2 separate regions of the Bicyclus anynana genome follow, and region 1 is linked to region 2. Evidence: chromatin contacts called from public Hi-C data. All regions are on one chromosome and are shown on one strand. The core of a region is the stretch at or near the end of the contact, and the rest is flanking DNA. Distances in the headings are between cores, read along the strand shown. Region 1 overlaps LOC112054785. Region 2 overlaps LOC112049814 (AF4/FMR2 family member lilli).

What was found. A called contact is a pair of places that touch in the nucleus more often than the background predicts.
Region 1: a contact with region 2 is called in a Hi-C map of whole body, with 2.1 times the contacts expected there. The contact joins two enhancer-like sites. A contact is called at or near these places in 2 of 2 Hi-C or Micro-C datasets (whole body and whole larva).

The regions. Positions count from the first base shown.
Region 1 is chr23:539,488-545,094 of ilBicAnyn1.1, reverse strand. It overlaps LOC112054785, which reads left to right. Exons shown (of 14, transcript XM_052888623.1): 6 at 1-743; 7 at 1,007-1,121; 8 at 1,574-1,897; 9 at 2,586-2,693; 10 at 3,338-3,504; 11 at 4,597-4,722. Among protein-coding and RNA genes, the nearest start is that of LOC112049814, 20 kb to the right of the region's middle. Within about 2 kb of position 3,429, at least 5 of the 8 cell types and tissues checked have open chromatin away from gene starts, as enhancers often do.
Region 2 is chr23:161,571-167,235 of ilBicAnyn1.1, reverse strand. LOC112049814 (AF4/FMR2 family member lilli) reads left to right here. Exons shown (of 21, transcript XM_052888787.1): 18 at 822-1,076; 19 at 1,573-1,669; 20 at 1,858-2,161; 21 at 2,596-5,665. The coding sequence ends at 2,714. Among protein-coding and RNA genes, the nearest start is that of LOC112049043, 35 kb to the right of the region's middle. Within about 2 kb of position 2,730, at least 7 of the 8 cell types and tissues checked have open chromatin away from gene starts, as enhancers often do.

The sequences.
Region 1 (5,607 bases), core at 2,180-4,679, 380 kb before region 2:
GTTTCACTAAACGGGATTCAATCAAGAACTCGGAAAGTTACACCAAATCTAAAGAAGAGGCGAGCCAAATCGACAAAGTTCTAAATGAAAACTCTGATAATAATTTAGGGGTGCCGCATCCCAAAAATTCCCCGAAAAACAAACCCAATGGTGACATGTCTGAAACGGTCACCCTACATTACTCCAACAACAAATTCAGGCGGGAAAACGACGCAGAGAAGGAAAACTTCAACAGAACTTTTCAATGCGACGACGCTTTCTACAAAGAAATGGCCATTCCGAAATCTCATCAAGTCGAACAAGGAAAGAACAGTATGAACGTGACCCTCGATAAACAGGAGCTAAACGAGATTATACAGGCGAGACAAAAGTTGTCTTTGGCGAGAAAGGCACTACCGAATGAGCCAGAGAAAACTTCACCGGTGAACCAAGTAGATACATCCCCTGTGAAAACAATACAGCTTCCAAATCAGACGATAACAGTGCCAAAACAGAGTATAGAAAATGCCTCTGAACTGTTATCGAGACGGAGAGCCATGAACAACTATGAAAGGCCGGAGGAATTAGTGAGGGAGACGCCTAAAAGAACTGCGACCTTCAAAAAAGCATCTCCCACCATTCCTAAGAACAACGTGATGGACGCGACAGTTGTTTACGTGAAGGCAGATGATAATAACATTATAGACATAAATTCTGCCACGTTGAGTTTAATCGAGTCTGGTGAAAGTAATTTGAATCAGGAGGTAAGCTGTAATAACATTTTCCTACATTAGACTTGCTCTTGTGATTTTTTATCACACTTATATGAAGGTCAAATTTAGTTTATGCTTAAATGTTTGTCACTCCTTCAAGCCACAGTGGCTGGATAGATTTGCCTGAATTTGGAAAGAAGATAGATATCTTGACTGATCTTGAAGATATCTTGGATTAATACTGGCTTTTTTAAAAAAGGAAATTTTGGCGAACAGTGTCCACTACCATTAGTAATTTAATAATGCACTTTCAGGATTGGGGTCTTCAAGAGCGTGCGATGGTCGGCTCCAGTGAGAGCACAGGCACCGATACAGGCACTTTCAGCTCGAGTAGTCCCCCCGAAAGCGTGCCTGAACCTGTTGATCCACGTAAGTACCTAACACTACATAAGAAGAAAAGAATCCTAATTAAGCCTATTTTAACAGATCCCTAAAGGGCCAGGCCTTCATCCTTATATAGAGCTTAGAACCACCACCACCACGCTATTCCGAATGGCGGTTCGCTAATAGCCTAAATTAAAAACAGCTTAAGAATGAGACTCGGACTAATTAGGTAAGGACCTGCCTCACTAGACGTTATTTTTCTATAACACCATATGATCAACGATCTAATGCGATTATAAAAAACAATTTTCAGCGCTGTATAATTAGTATAATTTGGGCTCGAGTTTGTATGGAGATTGAGTTTCTCCTTTAAAGAAGTTATAAAGCATTTTAGTGTCTTTTTTATGAATATCTTTAAGCTCTACACGTGCCTATTGTATTTTTTTGTAATATTTTTATATTATTGCACTTAATGATAGAATCTTTTACCCCAACAGGCACCCTGGCAGTGTCGACACCTCTAATAGCCCTTGGAAAGGGACCAAAGAATGAGTTCTTAGACATCAACAATACTATATCACCGATATATACGGATACCATTGATGACAAGTCCTATACAGTGGGAAGAGTGTCAAATACTGCTGACAATATGGTCAGAACGTATGATTTGAACACAACGGTCATTAATAGTGCTACAATGGTCAAAAAATCGTCAGCCAAAAGGGATATATTGGCAGCGAAGAATATTCCAGAAAGGAAGTTGTTAAACCCAACTCAAATGCAAAAGCCAACTGTGAATAGAATTTCGCCTACAGATAATGGTAATGTTTTTTTTTTTTAATATTTGCCCTTTTTTGTTCCATGTAATATCGTGCAATCAGTCAAAAAGACTGAGCAGATGAGTTTTAGGTTGGATGTTGGTATGTGACATGAGTATCCCCCACTGGAGACATCCATAATGTTCTGAAACTGGCCTATTACACCTCCAGCTCCAAGATTCTTTTTCTTTTCAGGCGTTTAAGATAGTCTGGTATAGTGAGTTGCCAGTGGATTTCCTCTTTCACGGTTCATAAAAATATCGAGATCCATGAGTATATGTGTATCAAACACATATACTCATGGATGTCGATATTTTTAATGAACCATGGTGCATTGAACATTTACTTGAGTATGTAGTCCTCAGCTCTGTGAATTATTGAGAAGCTGGAGTCACAAGCAGAACCCCTGAGCTGTATTCCATATTGCAAATCTTCCTATTAACTAATAAAAAAACATTTTATGATATTGATATAAGATATTGATTATAAGTCATTTGGTTGTCTAGACAACCAAATAGCCGCAGGTCATCTAATGCGTGTAGTTGTCGACAGTGACTGTCCACTAATACGTCCCCCGTCGCCCGCATACCATGAGACTGTCACCAACAAACTTGCCAAGCTTTGGATACCCGTTACCATATAGAAATGAATCAAAAAAAAATTAAATGGATTATTTTGTATGTAATTCCAGGAATATACAGTGCCATGCCACCCCCAGCGACTGTCTCAAGAAAGACCAATTTGCCGACTTCAAAACTGAGGCAGTACAGTTCTCATAAAGAACTTAATAGGATACCTGGTGAGTGATTGGAGAAACGCGCGCTAGTTTAAAACCCATCCGGGGTTCTTAATCATGAATTTGTTCGCAATTATTTTTATTTTTAAAATCATCTAAAATTCAATTAAGACCATTTGCCGACATCAAAACTGAGGCAGTACAGTTCACATAAGGAACTTAATAGGATACCTAATGAGTGACTGAAGAAATGCGCGCTAGTTTAAAACCCATCCGGGGTTCTTAATCATGAGTGTGTTCGCTATTTTTTTTTTTCATTTTTAAAATCATCTAAAATTCAGTTAAAATATACTAGTTTAGAACCAATCCGGGGTTTTTAATCATGAATATGTTCGCGATTTTTTTTTAAATCAGATAAAATTCAATAAAGATATACTGTTTAGAACCAATCCGGCGTTCTTAATCATGAATTTGTTCGCTTTTTTTTTTCAAAATCACATAAAATTCAATTAAGAAATACTAGTTTAGAACCAATCCGGGGTTCTTAATCATAAGTTTGTTCGCGATGTTTTTTATTTTTAAAATCATCTTAAATTAAATTAAGATATACTGTTTAGAACCAATCCGGCGTTCTTAATCATAAATTTGTTCGCGATTTTTTCTTTTTTTAAATCTTATATTCAATTAAGATATTTAAATTATTATAGGAAACCCACCATCGACCGCGGCCCGAGTGTTAGCGGGGCGGACGATGGTCCGACGAGGAGTGTACGCATCCAACCCCGCGCTCAGTCCGACCGCGCCCGTTCCGCCCGTGCACTCCGCTCTCACTATGCCGCAACGAAGGGACTCCTACACTACCGCCACGCATCAGGTGCGTGTACAAACTTTATGACGTTTCGGAACGTTAAGCAATACTGAGGTAACACCGGTAACGCAGGGGCGCGGCTGTAGGGCATCACCACGCGTCGACGACGGATAGCGCAAGATAAAGATAGGCTCGTGTTTTACCATGACCTCATAAGTAAGTGTAGATATAGTCTAAGAAGGATCACACTTACCTAGAAGATGTCTATTCATATTCACACATTGTTTGACTTGGGAAGGATATTCCAAACCCTGTTCTAACTGATGATTTTCTACATAAAATGTGCGACAAACGTGATAATCTCGTGAATAGAAATAGTCAAATTTCAAAGTGCAACCGGAAACACAGCTATCTCTTTCATTGCATTGAAATGGGACTGTAACAACTCCGCCGCCATTGGACTATATTTTGTTTGTTTCTCTTCACTTGGTCGCATGTTAGCACCAGTTACTTCTGGAACTTGAGTTGTAAATAAATTAAAAGCAAAAAGCTTTTTAAAAAAAGGTTTTTACAAAAAGCTTTTATTTAAACACTCTAAAAAGATAAAAATTATTAAAATTTATATGATAACAAAGGCTTGACGCGCAATTTGAAAATCCGAGTAAACTAGTAACAATTTCGTCATGTAAATTGATCTCTCTAAATTGATTATCTTAATCATTTGATACCCATATTGTAGAAATGCATTAAAAATAACTATTCCGCCATCTTGTGTGGTCCGCCATATTGCATTTTGAATGACGTCATATAACATATCGTGCATTGTCATCCAAACTTAACGTGTATACAAAATTTCAGCTCAGTCGGTTGAAGATATCTATTTCAAAATTGAGTTCAAAGAATCCACCGTAACATACATACAATATATTTTGCTAGTTACTTAAGCCTCAATAGCTCAACGTTAAGAGTAGTCGGACTCATCACCGAAGGGGTGGTGGTTCTATCACCGCCCTGTTGGTCTATTGACGTACCCACTCCTAACACAGTCTTTCCCGACTAATTGGAGGGGTATGGGAATATTGGTCATATTTAAAAAAAAATATGGCAAATATTCTTTTAAAAAAAAAGTTAAATAAAAGCTTTTCATCATCCTTGCAGAAAGAACATCAGGAACAAGAGAGGCAAGACAGGCCAACGCTACTGAATCCTCCAGCGCTGGTCCGACAGGGGACGGAGACTTTGCGTAGAGAACGGCCTCAAAGTCAACTTGTCGCGCCTAAAGATGTAAGCATTTTTTACATCGATCTCCTATTAAAAAAGTGGATGCACAATCAGCGACCAAAACACGTCCCAATTGAAAAAACACAACTTCTTGGCACTCAATTCAAGAAGTCGCATTTCCAAATTCAACCCTAAACTCAATTCTTAAGGTTGAATTTTGGATTTTATTGAATATTGAACTATATATGAAGGACATTAGGTATAATTTTCTTTACCAATAACTCTAAAACTGACAAAACTAAAAAGCCAGTTTTTAAGTGAAATTTTATACATGATCTACATGATTGTGCGTCCTTTTATTACAAGAGGTCAATGATTGTTTACTAATAAGTGCATTATAATATAACTAATAGACCTGGGATAATTATATTTGTTTAACATAATAGCTTTCCCTTTTATCCTCAGACCAATTACCATAGTTACCCCTCTGTCAAAAGTATATGATCACGATCTAACGCCTATATACAAACTGCGTCTATAGAATTGATGTTTCATTGTGTTCAAATTACACGTGTGTGTATTACGATTTAAATTTATAGTTGTGTGTAGTTTACGGACACAGGATATATTTATTGGTGTTAAATATTTTCGATGTGTGAGTTTACCTCGTCCCCCTCAGAAAACGACAGACAATTTTGTTGGTGAATTTGAATGTGATACTAGTCCAAAGGTAATTAATCTTAGCTTTCATCCCATTGTGACAAAAGAGAGAGCTATGTTTTAGATTAGAAATCATAATTGACGATATATGTTAGTGAATTCTTGGCTTTCTGCTGGGTTATGCCAATATCTTGAAGGATATTATAAAGTCAATTAAGCCTGTTGAATAGTAATATAATTTACATTGCAGCTTAATTGAGTGCTACAAAAAATATTTCACATATGCTT
Region 2 (5,665 bases), core at 1,481-3,980:
GTAGGGTGGTAACTAGCCACGGCCACAGCCTCCCACCAGCCAGACCTGGCATAGTGACTGGTGTATGCTGCGGGACAACATACACCTATTTAGACAGTCGATCTGAAATAATAAACTCCATTCGTGCGTCGAAACTGACACACACTTTTTTTTAGTTTAGACCACAAGTAAGAACCCTCTCTTGAACGCAACTTACATTACCACTCTTTGGCTATAAGAAATTCCAAAATGGCGCCCGTTTTTTTTCATTATGAGTTATGCAATGCTGTATGAACAAAACGTGACATTTGGTGCCTCTACAAAACATGCGTCTATTGTCTAGATGTTACGTCACAGAAGCAAAACGTGACATCTAGTACTAGTACCTCTACAAAACTTGTGTCTATTTTCTCGAAAAGATACCACTTCACATAAGCATGAAGTGTGTCTATTTCCTCGCGTAGATACTACCTCACAGAAACCAACCGTGTGTATTATACTATTTTCTTGTGTAGATTCTACTTCACATGAAAAAAACGCGCGACTATTTTCTTGCATAGATACTACCTCACTGAAGCAAATAGTTTGTCTATTTTTTCGCGAAGATACTGCCTCACATAGCAAAACGTGACACCTGGTGCCTTGGCTTAGTTTACAAGCACTTATGACACGTCAAGTTATGTCATGATTTAATAGTGATAATTGAAGTTGAAAATTTTAAATTAAAGTTACGAAGGTTCCCTCGGTCCGCTAAGAATCCACAACAAACTCAGCCAGGGATTTTTTGTTCATCACCATTTTACAATGTTATCTAAAACAAATGTGTCTGTTTTTCCGTGTAGGTACTACCTCACAGAAGCCAAACGCCTGCGCACGGCGGCGGAGCGCGAGCAGGAGCCTCTGTCGCGCGTCATGTTGTACCTGGAGTCCGTGCTGTGCTTCGTGCTGACCGGCCGCGTGCTGGAGCTGGAGCTGGACACCAAGAAGGCGTTCACCATCTACCGCGAGACCATCGAGTACATCAAGTCGATACACTCGATGCCGCAGCGGTTCCGCGCGTCGCCTCACTCCACCTTCAGCAAACTGGACATCCTCAGGTCAGTGTGAATCAATGTTCAACGTGAAATTGTGGATGATTGATTTATTTTGCTATCATCCTTACTCATCCTTATATCTTGGCAAAAAGACTATTGACTGATGACTGTCCGAAGCCTCTGAAACGTAAACGCATACTCGACCTGGACATTTGAAAACAGGATGCACTGAATGAGAATCGAGCTCCACATGACAATGACACTCGCAACACGTTTGTTTAAAGACTGATCGCAGATTGGTCGTACAAGAAAAACGCATTGCACATCGCTTATAATCAAGCGTGATTGCAGCCAAACACAGGAATGAAATCTCCTGAAGGTGCTCCTGTTTCGGATTGAAACATGCCTAGAGCCTTTTTCGCGATTAATAGCATTATAAATCAATTAATCCCTATTCATAATGATTGTCCAGAAAGTAAAGTCTACTTCTAGTTGATAATATGTAGACAATTGCTTTAATTGGATCTCTTATTGTAACGGTGCTATTTTGTGACCACAGCCTCCGAGTGCAAGCTCTGCTATACCTGCGGATGTTCAAGATGTACAATCGGGAAGTGAAGGAGTACAACAAGATCGTACAGGAGTATCAGCAGAAGGTGTGTAGTTATTCTATTTAAAAATTTGAAAGAAATAAAAACGAAATTGATTACTAGGCCGTCTTTGTTGAATGCCACAGCATTACCAAATGCTGTTAGAAACGATGTTTCAAAAACTTCCTTGACCTATCCCGTCTCGTACATGCTACGTATATCAGGGAGTTTTATTATGTGTGTTGTTTCCTCAGCCCGCGTGTGCTGAGGCGCTGCCTGGCGGCGCGGCGGCGGCGTCGTCGGCGCGCTCGGCGTCGCCCATGTCGCCGTCGCCCTCCCCTGCAGGGTCCGTCGGCTCCGGCTCCGGGTCCGGCTCCTCGGGCTACTGCTCGCTGCCGCACGCGCCCGGCGCCGCGCCCTACTGCAGCATGGTGCACGCGGTGCCGGTGCACGCGCACAACGCGCTGCTGCAGCTCACCAAGTACTACACGTTCCTGTACGTGGCGCACGACCTGTGGGAGCAGGCCGACTGCCTGTGTCGGCTGCGCGCGAACCAAGGTGACATTACCAACATTTTTATTTACTAATAGTATCCAATGTGGTAGAATGGCGACCCTGCACCGGAAAGCGCAGTGTTGGTCGACCTACTAGGTGGACTGAGGAAAGGATGAGTAAACGTTCGTCGGCTGTTAATGATGATGATGAATAATAGAATATGATGTGCGAAGCTCAAGTGACAATAGGCGAGGCATGTAGTTCGAAGATCCGATGAATGTTGGGGTCCCGAGATGCTGGTGATTCACGCAAACACTGCTAAAATGATTTTGCCTGCCTCCAAAAACTAGATAAAACACTTTATCAGAAATATCGCACTTATCTTTCAGTCCGATGGGACGAAAGAGGGCAATATTTTCGTTCCGCCGCTCAAGTCTCGCCTTTTATACATCTAAAATTGTAACATAATTATTAAATGTGAATTAATCTCTTTCCAGATCTGTTCATAGCAGTTGACCGCAAGTGCGGCCCGCTGTCCCTGTCGTCGACGTTCCGCCATCTTGTACAGTACGTGCGCCACGCGATATCGCTGCTCAAGAACGCGCCGCGCGAGTGACCGCGCGCCTGGCGCCCACAGCAGCGAGCGCTATAGACGCGTACTGGTACTCTGTGCACCCAGTGACGCGTACAGGTACTCTGTGTGCAGTGACTCGGGAAGTGACAGTGGGTGGTGATACTTCGATTCATTAGTTTCCGCTTCACGACGGTTTCGATTCCACATGATGACTCGGGAAGTGACAGTTGGTGGATGCGGTGGTGACACCTGGTGATTTGATAGTTTTCGATTCGTTCGATTCGATGGATTCGATTATGGACAGCGTGAACGCAATGTTGCGTTTCAGTTTTATCTCTTCTTGCGTCTAAACCGTCCATTCACAAGACGCAAGTTTTACTATTCGTAGAGAGTTTCAATCATTATTAACTGACATATTGAACTTTTCAAGACTGTTTCTATTGAACAGGTTCTATTAGAATTTAAAGTAATTTTGTATAATATTAAAATAGATCAATCACATCACGTGAAATGTGAATTAAACTTTGGTTTATGCCACGACACTTAAACACACTGAAACCCTGACGGATTTGTGTGACTTTATCTATTTCAGTATTATAAAACAGGGTGTGGTAATATTTAAGGCCACATTTTTTTTGGAGTATGTGACGATGGACTTATTATATCATAACATCAGATCGAACAGAAAAATAAATTAAACTAGATTAGTTTTTCAAGTATACGTAAACTTAATTTAGAAGCACTTTTGAATCGTCAAGTTTGTCTGTTTGTAGTGATTATTATTAAAAGCTAAGCAGGCAGATAAAGAACACAATCGCGAGATAGAGTTGAAAACGCACTTTGGCGTTCACGCACGAACCTCATTGAAATGGATGTAAAATTCAGGAATGATTATTTTATTAGACTGTGTTACTATCGCATCTGCGAAAAATTCCACCTCAATTCCGAAATTACTTCAATATGACACGCTCTAATAATTTAGTGGCAATATTCATCTCCGAATTTCGCACCTATAACATAAGAAGGGTTTTATAATGTAATGTATGTAAAGATATAAGAGATTATGGAAACGAAATGAGGCATTATAATGAGGCATAAGCAACTCTTAAACATTGCGTCTTAATAATCAAAATGAGATTATAGTGATTTTATACGAGAGTAGGGACTCATTGAGGCAAGGGAATGTGAGCGCACATTTCTCTTATATAACGTGTTCGAGGAATAAGGTTTTACATCACGATATTTAATAAACATGTCAATAAGACAGACTCCTACATACGTATTAAACAACACAGAAAACGTATTTGAAAATCTGAAAAAAGGACAATAATTCGTATCACGAAGTCCACATTTTCAGCAACACGACAAACTACTTTTTTATGCAAGTTCTAATACTTCCAATGAAACTTGGTTCGCAAATTTTATCTATAGGATTTCACTATTTAATCGTTTTTTGGACTAATTTAGCCTAAGATTTTAACTTTAAATCACGCATTCATTTCGACTAATCCCTTTATTTCGAAGGTATGAACAATCATGATTTATCATTTATACTTATTACATTGGTAATTTAGTTTCGAAAATAGATGTAACTCTTATTTTTCTATTTCATTGGTGAATGTTTAAATAATATTTTTTTTTTTTTATTATTCTTTAGTAATTTTAAAAGCAATTCAATATTTTAACGGTCTATTTTATAATGAACGAACACATTTTTTTATAAAACCACATTTTTTTGATTTCTCAATATATTTTTTTTATTTGTATTTATATTGAATATATACGGACAAAAATAGTTTATTGAACTTGAATACACCATTCTTGAATGAACTTAAATCCGCTTAGCATATCTACTTTTCGCTAGGAATGTAATAAAAAATGTTATTGAAGATCACACAAGAAGATCTAAAAGTAAACAAGTACTGCGTATTAAGACATACAATATGGTTAGAACTCACTTAGATACACAGAATATTGTAGACGCAATTTTGAAAACGCAAAATAAAGAGAAAGAAATTGGGGAAAACATCGGGCGGAATATTTAATATTTTGGTTAGTTGAGAAATATTAATTATCGGAGCGGTTTAAAATCTTAAAGTGACACTGGAGTCTTGTTGATTAGTCAATTTTGTATGAAACTGTCAATTTACAGTTGGCCGTCCATACAAATTGACTGTGACACGTTAGCTTACGTCATATTAGTGATTCCACCAAAATTGTGCATTAAAAAATTTGTGTCACCTGTGTGTGTGTGTGAAGTTAATACCGATCGCTCACCGGACGATAAGTAAAGAGTACCTTGAAAACCGAGCATCGCTTGGCCTGGCTTTTACTTAAAAGCTGTAAATTTAAAAATGTACAAATCTCGCGGCTTTGTATTAATTAATCAGAATAAAATATATTTTCAGTAGCTGTACTAAATTTGATTCAAGAAAAGCAATAATAAATAAATAAATGACTGTGACATTTGATCTAGTAGTTCTACAGAGTTTTGTGTATTTATAAAAAAAAATATTATTGAGAATAAATTTTATACGAGTTTTTGCTAATTTTAATAATAATAATGTGCTAATTATATCATTTTTAGAAATTTATTGTGATATTTTGGTGTACTTTTGATCGGAGACAAGAGAAATTATAATTTTTAGAGTACGCTTAGAAACACCAAGTAAGGCTAACGTGACCTCTATATTTTGGCCACAAGAGCCTCAATGCGTATCTTAGCGAACAATGAATCGGATGGAGTCATACTAGCAATATCTACATAATCAAATACTTGTAGAAGAATCAGAATATGTTAGCGAAGGCGACATATTTGCAACAATATATAATTTTGTATTGTGTCCAAATATTATAATGCAAGTAGACAGCTTTTTAACGACTCCATTTCGATGTATTGCTAAAACAAAGAGGGAAATGAACAAACAATATAAAAGTAAACTGAAAGGTCTATTCAAACATAATCTGTAAAGGGATGGATTATTATTAATGTG